Regions from separate parts of the Cricetulus griseus genome. Here region 2 is linked to region 1. Evidence: chromatin contacts called from public Hi-C data. All regions are on one chromosome and are shown on one strand. Each heading gives the region's core, a stretch centred on a gene start, on an enhancer-like site or on the middle of the called end of the contact. The rest is flanking DNA. Distances are from core to core; before and after follow the strand shown. Region 1 overlaps Stk10 (serine/threonine-protein kinase 10). Region 2 overlaps Fbxw11 (F-box/WD repeat-containing protein 11).

Evidence for each region. A called contact is a pair of places that touch in the nucleus more often than the background predicts.
Region 2: a contact with region 1 is called in a Hi-C map of liver, with 2.7 times the contacts expected there. The contact joins two enhancer-like sites. A contact is called at or near these places in 3 of 8 Hi-C or Micro-C datasets (the CHK-Q cell line, the CHL-YN cell line and liver).

Annotation. Positions count from the first base shown.
Region 1 is chr7:47,803,313-47,809,145 of CriGri-PICRH-1.0, reverse strand. Stk10 (serine/threonine-protein kinase 10) reads right to left here. Exons shown (of 19, transcript XM_027425195.2): 14 at 5,634-5,763; 15 at 4,680-4,804; 16 at 3,313-3,501; 17 at 2,734-2,859; 18 at 745-858. Among named protein-coding and RNA genes, the nearest start is that of Fbxw11, 24 kb to the left of the region's middle. Within about 2 kb of position 2,160, at least 1 of the 6 cell types and tissues checked has open chromatin away from gene starts, as enhancers often do.
Region 2 is chr7:47,891,772-47,897,604 of CriGri-PICRH-1.0, reverse strand. Fbxw11 (F-box/WD repeat-containing protein 11) reads right to left here. Exons shown (of 13, transcript XM_027425196.2): 2 at 2,456-2,518. Among named protein-coding and RNA genes, the nearest start is that of Fbxw11, 64 kb to the right of the region's middle. Within about 2 kb of position 3,539, at least 3 of the 6 cell types and tissues checked have open chromatin away from gene starts, as enhancers often do.

The sequences.
Region 1 (5,833 bases), core at 911-3,410:
GACTGTAAATGGCCCTACAATCTCTACTGTGACCACACTGAGGCCTGTGACGAAGACTAACTGTGTTACTTACATTTATACCTGACAAAAGCAATTAAAGGAAGAAAGGGTCTGTTTTGGCAAGATAGCAGGAGCATGAGGCACCTGGTCACATTGCATGTGAGGTGAGGATTCTGTCAAAACTTCAATGACCCAGCCCAGCCTGACTCCAGTCTCGTGAGACCCTGGAGATGCTCTGGAGAGACCCCCAGCTTTTGAACCCTATTACTATAGATTTTGATAAAGAGTGTGCTTACGCTGCTAAATACATGGCTGTTTGCTTTGATGCGGGGGATGGAACGCAGAATATCACATGTGTCATGCAGGTGCTCTCCCCCCAAGCTGCATACTAGCCCAAGCACACTGATTTATACATTAGGAAACCAATTCAGAAAGTAAACTAGCTGATGCTGGCCTTTGACCTCACAGAGCGACTTCCTGGGAGAAGCTCCCCACAAACTGGGCTGCCAGCATGATTGACAGGGTCCTCTGCCTTAGATGCATATGGACCAGGGCAGGTGGAGGCTGCTATCCCAGGGTGCGTAGGGCTTCCAGTGTTCAACACATCAGGTAGATGAGTCCTGTCTCTCAGGGACAGACCTATTTTAGGGATGCCATGAAGCAAGGGTCCAGAAATAGGAAGGCTTCAGATATCTTAGGCAGGCAGGTATCTGTGGAATGGCACCCACCAGCCCAATGCAGTACCTTCTTGCGCGGCCGCAGCTTGTCCCGCCACTCCTTCAGGCTTTGGTTATGGTTCTCATCTAGTGCCTTCAGTTTCTGGGTTTCATGTTCTACCAACAAGTGACACTTTTCATTCTGGAATAGGCAGAAAAGGGGTGAAAGTGAGGAGGCAGAAGCCTGGAGAACCAGACCCCCTGCACCCTTGAGGGCACTGAACCCTGGAGGGCACTGTAGTTAGCATGGACTTATTATTATGCCTTTGCCATTATCCACAACTCTGTATATGGTAACATACTTGCACCAAGCAATGCCTAGAAAACTATTCCAGAACAATAATAGTAATAGTTCTAAATGGGTAAATTACAGCAATTTTGCAGGGCATTGGTGGCACATGCCTATAATCCCTGCACTCAGGAGGCAGAGGCAGGAGGATCTCTGTGAGTTAGAGACCAGCCTGCTCTACAAGAGCTAGTTCCAGAATAGCCTCCAAAACCACAGGGAAACCCTGTCTCTAAAAAACAAAATAAACAAAACAAAACAAAAAAAAAAACAACAAAAAACAAACAAAAAAATAACAGCAATTTTGCAGCTTTCTACTGTGTGTAGTTTTTAAGATTGTGTGTGTGTGTGTGTGTGTGTGTGTGTGTGTGTGTGTGTGTTGCATGTGTGAGCATGCATGCCATGGTGTACATGTGGAGCCAAAGGACAACTGTGTGGAGTCCTCACTTTTCTTTGCATGGCTTCTGAGGATCAAACTTGCCTGTGCAGCAAGCACTTTAGTCACTGAGCCATCCTGCCTACCCTTCTGTGGACTCCTGACCTTGTGTAAGTTGTCTGGGTTTTTTAAAAAATGTTTTGAGCTAGTGAGATGGTTCAGTGGGCAAAGTACCATAAGTACCATAAGTCTGACAACCTGGATTAGATCCTCAAAACCCACTCTAGAAGGACGACAGAACTGGCTCCCAAAAGTTGTTCTCCGAACTGCCCATGTGTGTCAGGGCATGCATTTGCCCAAACTTACATGTATATATAACATATAATAAGTAAATAAATAAACTACAACCTGCAACTCCTGGTCCGAAGTATCCTCCTGTTGACACCTTTCAAGTGGCAGGACTAGGAGTGTGTACCACTGCATCTAGCTAAGTCTAAATCTGTACAGTGTACAATTATTTACCTACAGAAATTATATGTATAATTGTGCATTGTGTCTAGCTACATATCATATGACATATGTAACTAATATGTAATACCTCTTGCCTGTGTCATTTCCTCAGGAGAGATCTCCTATCCTAGCCTGAAGGGCCCTTGTGTTGGAATAAAGGCGTTGTCCTTCCTGAGATGGTCCTGGAACAGGACTGAGTTCCTGCCTGGCAGCCTCTGATGCTGGCCATTCTCAGGAATCTCCTGCCTCTCCACATATTTCCACATGGGCCCAATAGCCTGAGCAACTTCCTGAAATTCACAAGAGGCTGGAGTGGGGGCCTCATCTGTCAAGTACAACAATGCCTCACTCTGCCACAAGGGGGCCCCAAGTACCAGCTCGTGGCCTGGGCTTTTGGTATTTTGCTGCTGAAGTCTAGACAGCGGTGCTAGCTCTGTCATGTTCTGAGGGACAAACACCTCCTGCTTGTTGATATCCCTAACGCATGGGACCAAACTGGGAGCAGGGACACCCAAAGTCAGGATCCCCCACACAAGCAAAGGAACCGTGCCGCACGGTAGCTCAGGCCCTGGAATGCAAGGCACATTCAGCTCCATCACCCACTTCACAAAGCCACACACCAATCCCGCTAAATAGGAGTCATCCCCTCCACACTACAGCTATTTTAGAGGAAGTATGTCTAAGAGGGTCGTACAATTTATCCACGTGTAACATAGCCTGAGAGAAGCACAGCAGGCTGGAGTCAGCTCACCTGGGCCTGCCTGACTAGGATGCCACCCTGCTGTGGAGCCCTTGGCCTCTGAGCACTGATTGCCTTGGGGAAGCCGAGGCAAGGGGCCAAGTACCTGCAGCTGCTGCAGCTCGCTCATGTTGCTCTCGCACTGGGCCACCATGTCTCGCATCTGATTCTCATGTTTCTGCTGCTGCTGCAGCCTCTCCGCCTTCTGCCTCTTCTCCTCCTGCTGCGAGAACTGCAGAGAGAGGATGCCATTGTGGGGGCTCGCCTGCCTCAGGCTGAGCCACTGAGGCACATCCCAGGAACGGAGGAGCAATCCTCAGAGCCCAGCCCACTTCGTCTTGAGTGGAGACCCAGCCTCTGTCCCTATACCAGTAGGGACCTGACAAGGTGAAGTGACATGAAAGGAGGGTCTTGGATGGTGAGAACGTAGAACGCCATGTACGTAAAACCGGGACCATGAAAGGGACCAGTGCATGGCAAACCGTCAAACAAGGATCTGTCCACCAGGGAGGGTTCTCCTGGGCTATCAAAGCTTCCAGGTCATGACTGACTGACTCCGCACACCACCATCACCAGGACCTTATGCCATATCTAGTATTTGACATTCTCCCACGCTATAGGAGGTCCAGGCCTTACCAAGTTCCTCTGTGACCACTCCCCACAGCCTACCAGGCGTGGTCCCCACCTGCTTGATCTTCTCGCGCTGCTCGGAGGCACTGCCTGCGCCATTGATGTGCAGGCTCTTCTTGTACATGGCCATGCGTGTCTTGCCATCACTCCTCTGGATCTTGGGTAGCCGCGCCTTCTCCTGCTGCTGTCTGATCTTCAGCTGCTCCATCATACGCTGGTTGTAGCGCTGCATCTGTTCCCGTTCCTGGAGGGACAACCGGGCAGAGGTCAGGGGAACTCTAGGCATGGGGAGGTGGGGGGGGGAAGGGGTGCTTAGGAGCCAAAGACCTCATCAACCCAGGAGGCCAGGGTGTCAATACAGCACAGTTGTCTTCTTCTTCTTCTTCTTCTTCTTCTTCTTCTTCTTCTTCTTCTTCTTCTTCTTCTTCTTCTTCTTCTTCTTCTTCTTCTTCTTCATTTTATTTATTATGTATACAGTCTTCTGCCTGCATGCCAGCAGAGGGCACCAGATCTCATTCAAGGTGGTTGTGAGCCACCATGTGGTTGCTGGGAATTGAACTCAGGACCTCTGTAAGAACAGTCAGTGCTCTTAACCACTGAGCCATCTCTCCAGCCCCAAGTTCACTTCTACAGCTCAACATTATCTGTTCTTTAAAATTCTTTCGTTTTACATTTACTTGTTTTATTGGGAGGGAGAGGGTTAAGCATGAGCATGACACTCAGAAGACAGGTTTCTTTTTTCTATTATGAGGGTTCTGGGAATTGAACTCAGGTCATCAGGCTTGGTGGCAAGCTCCCTTATCCACAGAGTCATTTCACTGGCCTTGCGTTTTCTTTGCACATTACAGTGTCTCCAACTTCTGATCGTTTGACTCACAGCTTTCTGACTTTGCAGTGGTGTGAAAACAATGTGACTCAGCTGAGCCCGTAATTCGAATTTGAAACAAAATTCCTGGGTGAACAAAATCTAGTCCAATATTCTGGATATTGGACAATGGCAGTGAGCTACAGCTCTGGTTGGCCACATGCTCCTGAGGGGAAATACCCTATACTGGGCTGCCTCAGAGCTGTGCAACTAAGTAGGAGGCCCGGAGGGCAGGCAGCTGAGGGGCATTTGTACTGTTATTTTCAATTTCAAGATGGGTGTTGGGGGATCAAAACCCCCAAAGAGTCAAGAAGCATCACCCCCTTTCTCTTTTCCTTTTCTCTTGGAGCGGCGGGGGTGGGGGGCAGTTTCAAGTAGCCCAGGACTGAACAGAAAGCCAAGCACTGAGGTGCTGGGGTGAGCAAAGGAGCTGCCGGCACCATCGGCGCCCCTCACAGGTTCCTTGATTCCTGTCCCTCAAGCAGGGTGCCCAGGAGAAGGTCTCGGGCTGCAGCAGCCCCTCCTGGGTGCTGCATCAGCATCCTGCCAGGCCTCACCTTCTCATGCTTGCGCAGCAGTTCGTGCCGCTGCAGGAAATACTGGTCCTTAAGTTGTTGCTTCACCAGCTGGTGCCGCTCCTGCAACTGATGTTCCTCCATCTCCCACAGGGCTGCCTCACGGTCTGTGGAGGACATGCCATCCGCATGGTGAGGAGTGGACAAGGCCAGAGACACAACGGTCTCCCACTCCTCCCCTCCACCAGGCCTCCTGCAGGGACTGATAACCAACCCAAGTTGGGCTCAGAGGAATGGGAACCTGGGCTTCCTCATGAGACCATGTTGGCTGATCTGAGCGGAGCCCTAGAAACTAAGAGACAACAAGCCCCAGCAACCTGGAAGCATAGGAGGCAAGGCGCTGCAGTAGGCAGGGAGTGAGCTGTAGCTGGGATGGGGCCAGAGGCCCCAGTTTCCTCCTCCAGCAAATGGCACAAGCACACCCCAAAGAGGGAATGTTCTTCGAAAACACTATTAAGAAAAATCTACACTAACACCCCTTCTTTTCTGTTGGGCAAATGAGAATGGAGAACCTGTGGACATGCTAAGGGTGAGAAATCCCAGGAGGAAGCAGGTCCTCAGCCTAGTGGATCCTTGGCCTTTGGCCTCATTGCCTTTCTGTTGCTTCTTAGCCGTTTGGACTGTAGAATCCACTTAGAGTAGTGTCAACAGACCAAGAAACAGTAACTCTCCCCAGTGCGGTTTCCTCACTATACATTAGGGTTGTAGTAGGAGCTACCTTATAGGTGAGGACAGCATGGGGCCAGGTGTGAAAACTGACTAGCACACAGCAGGGCAAGCGGTGGTCACACAAGCTGCTGTTGTGGCAACGGGTATCCTGCCTCATTCCTGACTTCCCAGGGCGGGGGGTGGGGGTGGGGGGGGGGGTGGGGGGGGGGTGGAGGGGTGGGAGGGGTTGCCTCTACTTCCACCATTCTGGGTGACTCTAGGTCCCACCTCTGAGGAGCTCCTGTTTCTTGCTGAGGCACTCTCGCTCCTTGTCACAGATCTCACGCCTGTTTTCTGTGGTGAGCTTCTTCATGGCCAGCTCCAGGTCCTCCTTCTGCTTGGCTACAAAGTCTCGGTCCTGCAGGGAGAGAAGATGAGGTTTTACACTGAGATGGCTTGGGTGACTTAGTGTTTCTCTCTCTCTCTCT
Region 2 (5,833 bases), core at 2,290-4,789, 87 kb before region 1:
TACTCTTCTGTCCAGACTCATCTGCATACTCACATATATGCAACCATACACACCCTGCCACACCACCATAACAATACAGTCTATATTGCTAGACTCAAAGCCACAAACCTACTAATGCTGGGAAGCACAACACCTTCTATTTAAAAGTAGTATCACACTAGTGTTTTGTTTGGTTTTTCGAGACAGGGTTTCTCTGTGTAGACCTGTATGTCCTGGAACTCACTCTGGAGAACAGGCTGGCCTCGAATTCACAGAGATCCTCCTGCCTCTGCCTCCTGCGTGTGCCATTACCTGACCATAAGTGTTTTTGTTATATACTCGCCAGGCCATTTGTTCAATGCCCCTCTGATAGCCTAATTGGAGACACTAACAGCAAGTAAAGACTTTTCAGACCTGAAGAGATGAATTGCAAATGTCCATTAATTCCATTTCAACTTGTTTCCAAAGTCTTCTGTGGAATGAAGATGTTTTTGTTGTTGTTTTGTTGTGGGGTTTTTTTTGTTTGTTTGTTTTTGTTTTTCCAGACAGGATTTCTCTGTGTAGCTTTGTAGACCCGACTGGCCTTGAACTCATAGAGATCCACCTGCCTCTACCTCCCAAATGCTGGGATTAAAGGCAAGGGCCACCACTGCCCAGCCAGAATGAAGAGTTTTTATTAATGGTATGTTCCCTAATTAAACTAGACTAAACCCATCAAAGAAAGAAGAGAATCTCTAAATGTTCAATGGAAATTTCTGGCCTTCCTTGACAAAAAGCTTTTCAGTATCGTATCTCAACTAAGTCTTTATGTCTACATTTAGAGGCAAGGTCAGAAAGCATTTACCGTCTACTTAATTTACTTTAACCAATCATGTTCAACTCTCTGGTCCACCCCCAATTCCTAGAGCAAGGGATAATTCAATTGGCACCTGTTACCACCAGAGGGCAGCATTGAACAGGCATTTAAATATTTTGCTTTTTCAAAGACATTCCCATCTAACCAACTCAACAGAACTTGAAGCAAAGTAAAACTTCTTTGCTGTGATAAATATCAACAGGCATAAAAGGAAATGTCTATGTTATTTTAGGCATAACAATATCCTAACATTATAAGAGAAAAAAATAGAAGTGACTACCTAATTGCAAACAACTGGTATTGCAAATTACAACACACAAAACAAGGGCTACAGTGTGGCCACTACAGCCAGCATTAAGAAAGGCAGCTTCTGACAGGATGGTAAGCAGATGCAGCATGTTACAGTGCCAGGGGCACCATCATGCGTGGAAAGGGGAGCACACCGAGACAAAATAAGCCTGCTCGTAGAACACCAACGGTGAAGTAGTCCTACAGACTTCATGTACTCTCTCCTCCTTTACTCAACATCTGGATGACAATTTTCCAGAACATCTGCTTTCCCAACAGGTTAAACAGAATTATGGCAGAGGGCTGCATCTGCATCTGTGTTGCTTCACAACTCACACAGTATTTTCGCATCTACTTTCTCGTTTGGTAGGTTAAAGGATTGTTGTTTCATTCACCATCAAGTTTCCCACCAAGTAACTGACTAGGAGGTGGACAGATGAAGAAAACTGGACGCTAAAGAGTTGAGAGCCATTGAAAACTGAAAGGTCAACAGTGAAGAGAACTATAGCCGTGCAGACGTGGGAGGGGGGGGTCACTCGTGGTCCTTTTACATATGAAGGATGCTATGAAAGGCAAACAGGCACATGCACATTTAGGAGCACCTTTTCCAGCTTCTACTTCCAGCTCCCTGGGTGGGCCCAGACAAACCCTGCTTACGTTACCTTTTTTCACTTCACTTCATTTTAAATTTGTGTGTATATTACCCTAGCTAACTAACTTACCTTGGGAGTATCCTACTCAAATGAGTCCAGCTAACTTTTTTTTTTTTTTGCTTTGATCTATATATGTTGTGCCTTTATTCATATCCTCACAAAGGAGAAGATGATCACCCAAATAAAATAATAAAAACACTAAACTATGAAGGTCTGCATGTTCCACAAATCCCCACCACAAATCCTGGGAGGTTGGGAGGAAAAGGAAGAGACATGAAATCAAATCAAATTAAATCAAATCAAATAGGAAAGTACCCATAGGAACGTGGGGGGGGGTTGCAAACAGAGAAAAATAGCCTTTGTGAACACCGAACAGGATCAGCATAAGGTTTGCCCTTGGCTCTAAGCTAAAAAGCTCTAAGTTTCCTGGAGGATTTCCATATGGTCTATCATGGGCCACAAAGTCAGTATTTTAGGATACTGACCTTTTGGAATCTTTTCAAAAACTCCAAAGTTATTTACTACTAATAAGAACACTTCCTTGAGGAAATGATAGGCAAGTAGGGTGTCTTCTGGATCTAGCAACCCTGCTCAAAGCAGAGGCTGGGCCCTGGTCTCAGTGAGGACACTATCAAGGGCAGAGCTTATCTACAATAATCTGCTAGCTTATAGTGCCTACCTGCCAAAGAGCACTTTTCTTTGGGGACTCATCTTCATTTTGATCTTCCATAACTGAAGTGTTCTGAAGGGGGAAAAACAGGTTATTTGAATTATGCCAAGTTCTGCAAAACCTAAATGACAAGACATAAACTTTGAGATCTCAAACTAGAGTAGATGGATGCAAACTCAAGAACCCTGCTTTATGGCTAACATATGCCATTCTGGGTCAGGAAGCTATATTCAGCTTTCATAAACCAACAGTAAGCATACAGTCTTCACTCATGGAGGCTGGGCATGACTGGAAACCAGCTAACTTGTGTGGTGGGGTTGGAGTACACCAACAGCATTATTATTCTATGTCAGAAAACTCGGTGACTATTAAGTTCCTAGCGGTTGCACACAATGTCTCCTAGAACACTATTGTCGGGAATGCATCCCATCCACCAACAATTAAGAGTGACAAGGCCTTCCAGTGCCCCACCTCCTCTCTCCTCTCCCGCCATAGCTCTGTTTTGGGAAATGGCCTTGCCATCCTCCCCTCCCCCAACAAGCATGGAGGGGTGCCCCAATGTTCTCCCTCAACAGGAGGATGCCGTTAGTCACTAACAATCTGGCTTGTCTTTTTTTTTTTTTTTTTGCCATTTTTGTATTTGCTACACAAAGAAGCACTGTGTAACTATCCCCTCTGGTGACCCAGTGACTCAACAGATGCCCATTAACTGGAGATTATACATGATTGGGTTTTCCCTTTTGAAGCTCCTACCTAACAGCTAAATGGAGCCCTAATGAGAGGAGGAAGTGGGAGGGCTGTGCTCTAAAAAGAGTGAAAGCTCACCAGTAGCCAGGGGCTAGCTCTCTAAGGTTCCTTCCCAAACCTAGAACAATTAAGAGTGGAGCACAAAACAACTCCAGCATCGGTCCCGCAGTGTTTTCCAAGAGGTTCATTACAGATCTATAAAGTTGTCAACACTATGGGATCTGTTTACATCTTCTAGGGTAAGCTTCTTTCTCAAACCCTCCTCGTTTTTCCTCTATCTTTTAAGTCCTGAAATATTCAGGCCCCACCCAGAGTACTTCCCAAAAGACCAATGGGAAATCCCCCAACAGTCAACTGGAGTCACCACTGGACATGAGTCACTGCTGTCTACCTCAGTGGCACACAGTAAGGAGAGCCAAGCAAGAAGCTAGAATGTTGACTTGGTCACTCAGTCTGGGACCTTGGGAAAGGGAAGTCACTCATCAAACAGAGCCACGGGGTGTGATGAGACCAGGAGTGCTGTGCCTGGTGCTAAAATCTCTGGTCAGAGATGTTCTCTTTCCCTGCATTGAGGACTCTGCTTTCCCTAGGTTATCTTCATACTTGTTTACAACTTCAGTTACCTGGGCACAGTAGAATGGCTCTAGAGGGAAAATCTTTCTCAATAAAATCTAAAAGTCCCAGAATGTCAAAGCCAATGGTGGTTCGGGTGAAATGAGCTAGGGAGGGAAAGGGGCAGGTGTTCAAAACCAGTGGCAGCAGTGGACAATCCTGAAGCACAAGAGGGAGAAGCAAACAAATGCTATGCTTTAAGAAGGTCTCCCTATGTCACTACCTGGAACGGCTTAGAGAGTAACAAAACCAACAGTTTTCCTTAGATAAATAGAAAAAATGACAATGTGATTCAGTACCTCATCCCTGAGTGTGATGTTACACAGTGATCTGTCATATCAACAGCAGCCAAGAATGGCAAGGAGATGAGGGCTGTGCTGCACACCTTTAATCCCAGCACTCGGGAGACAGGGGGATCTCTCCTAATTCAAGGCCTGTGTTACATTTTAAGCTTAAACTTTCTGGAATTCAGTGTCTTGGTTACTGAGTACAGCAGTTACGAAGTGTAGTTCTGACCTATCTTTTTGAATTGGCACCCATGGGCCCATAGAGTGTGGCACTATTAGGAGGTGTGACCTTGGAGGAAGAAGTGTGTCCCGGGGGAAGATGGGTTTGGGTTTCAAAAGCTCAAGCCAGGCCTAGTGTCTCCTGCTGCCTGAGGATGTGGAACTCTCTCAGCTCCTTCTCCAAAATCATGTCTGCCTGTATGCCACCATGAATGATAATAATGAACTAAATCTCCAAACCTTAAGTCAGCCCCAATTAAATGTTCTCCTTTTTAAGAGTTGCTGTGGTTGGGGCTGGAGAGATGGCTCAGAGGTTAAGAGCATGGGCTGCTCTTCCAGAGGTCCTGAGTTCAATTCCCAGCAACCACATGATGGCTCACAACCATCGTTATGAGATCTGGTGCCCTCTTCTGGCATGCAGATATACATGGAAGCAGAATGTTGTATACATAATAAATAAATAAAATCTTAAAAAAAAAAGAGTTGCTGTGGTCATGGTGTCTCTTCACAGCAATAGAAATCCAACTAAGACACACCATGATGTTTTTCTTCACTCAAGGAAAAAGCAAAAACCATCAGGAGTCCTGCAGACTACACCAGTAACAGCCATCATTTCAGTGAGAAGTTTTCATTCATCTGTTTAAAATAGCATTATTTAAAATAGCTGAGAGGGAGACAGCTCTTGTGAAGAAATGTCAAGTATTATCTTCAGGCTGGAATACAGACACTAACCAATTACAAATCAGTGAAACCATCTGAGGGCCAGACTAGTTCCCCTCTAACATATTTTCTTAGCTTCTCTTATAGATACTTGAGAAAAACTACAGAGGACAGCCCTCAAGCTACACTGATGTGGCTGGTTTTCATGACTACAGCTCAAAATTGGGCCCTCATTTGCTAGGAAGTACCTGACCCCCGGACCCAGTGAATCATTTCTACATGGTATTTAACCCTACAGGGTATGAGAGATGACAAGTGGAAAAGGACCTGGATCCTGGGTTTGAGAAAGGCTGTCTATGCACATGAGGTACCACACATTCCAGACTACCATACATTCTGTAAGACCAGCTCGGGTTACCACTCCTTCCTCGAGCTAGTTGTACATGAACAGTAAGTAGTACTATGTGCTAATGATAGCCCAGCATATGGACTGGACTATGGGACAGTCTGAGTCCTCCCACTTCAATAAACAGCTCTAGCACAAAGGAAAGGGGCACTCTGAGGATCACAAGCAGAAGCCACTTCTCCATTCCCTTTCTCAATCTGCTAAATTGGGTTGTGGGGTAAGTGATGGCAACAATGGAAACTTCTCTTAGAGAGCGGCTTGTGTGTGCAAAACACACACACACACACACACACACACACACACACACACACACACACACACACACACACACACACACACACACACACACACACACACACCTGAGTTTTACTTCTTAAAGGCAACAGGCAAACACCCACAGACTCTAGGGTTCAGGTGCAGCCAAGGTTAGTTATGCACATCCAAATTCTCAGGTGA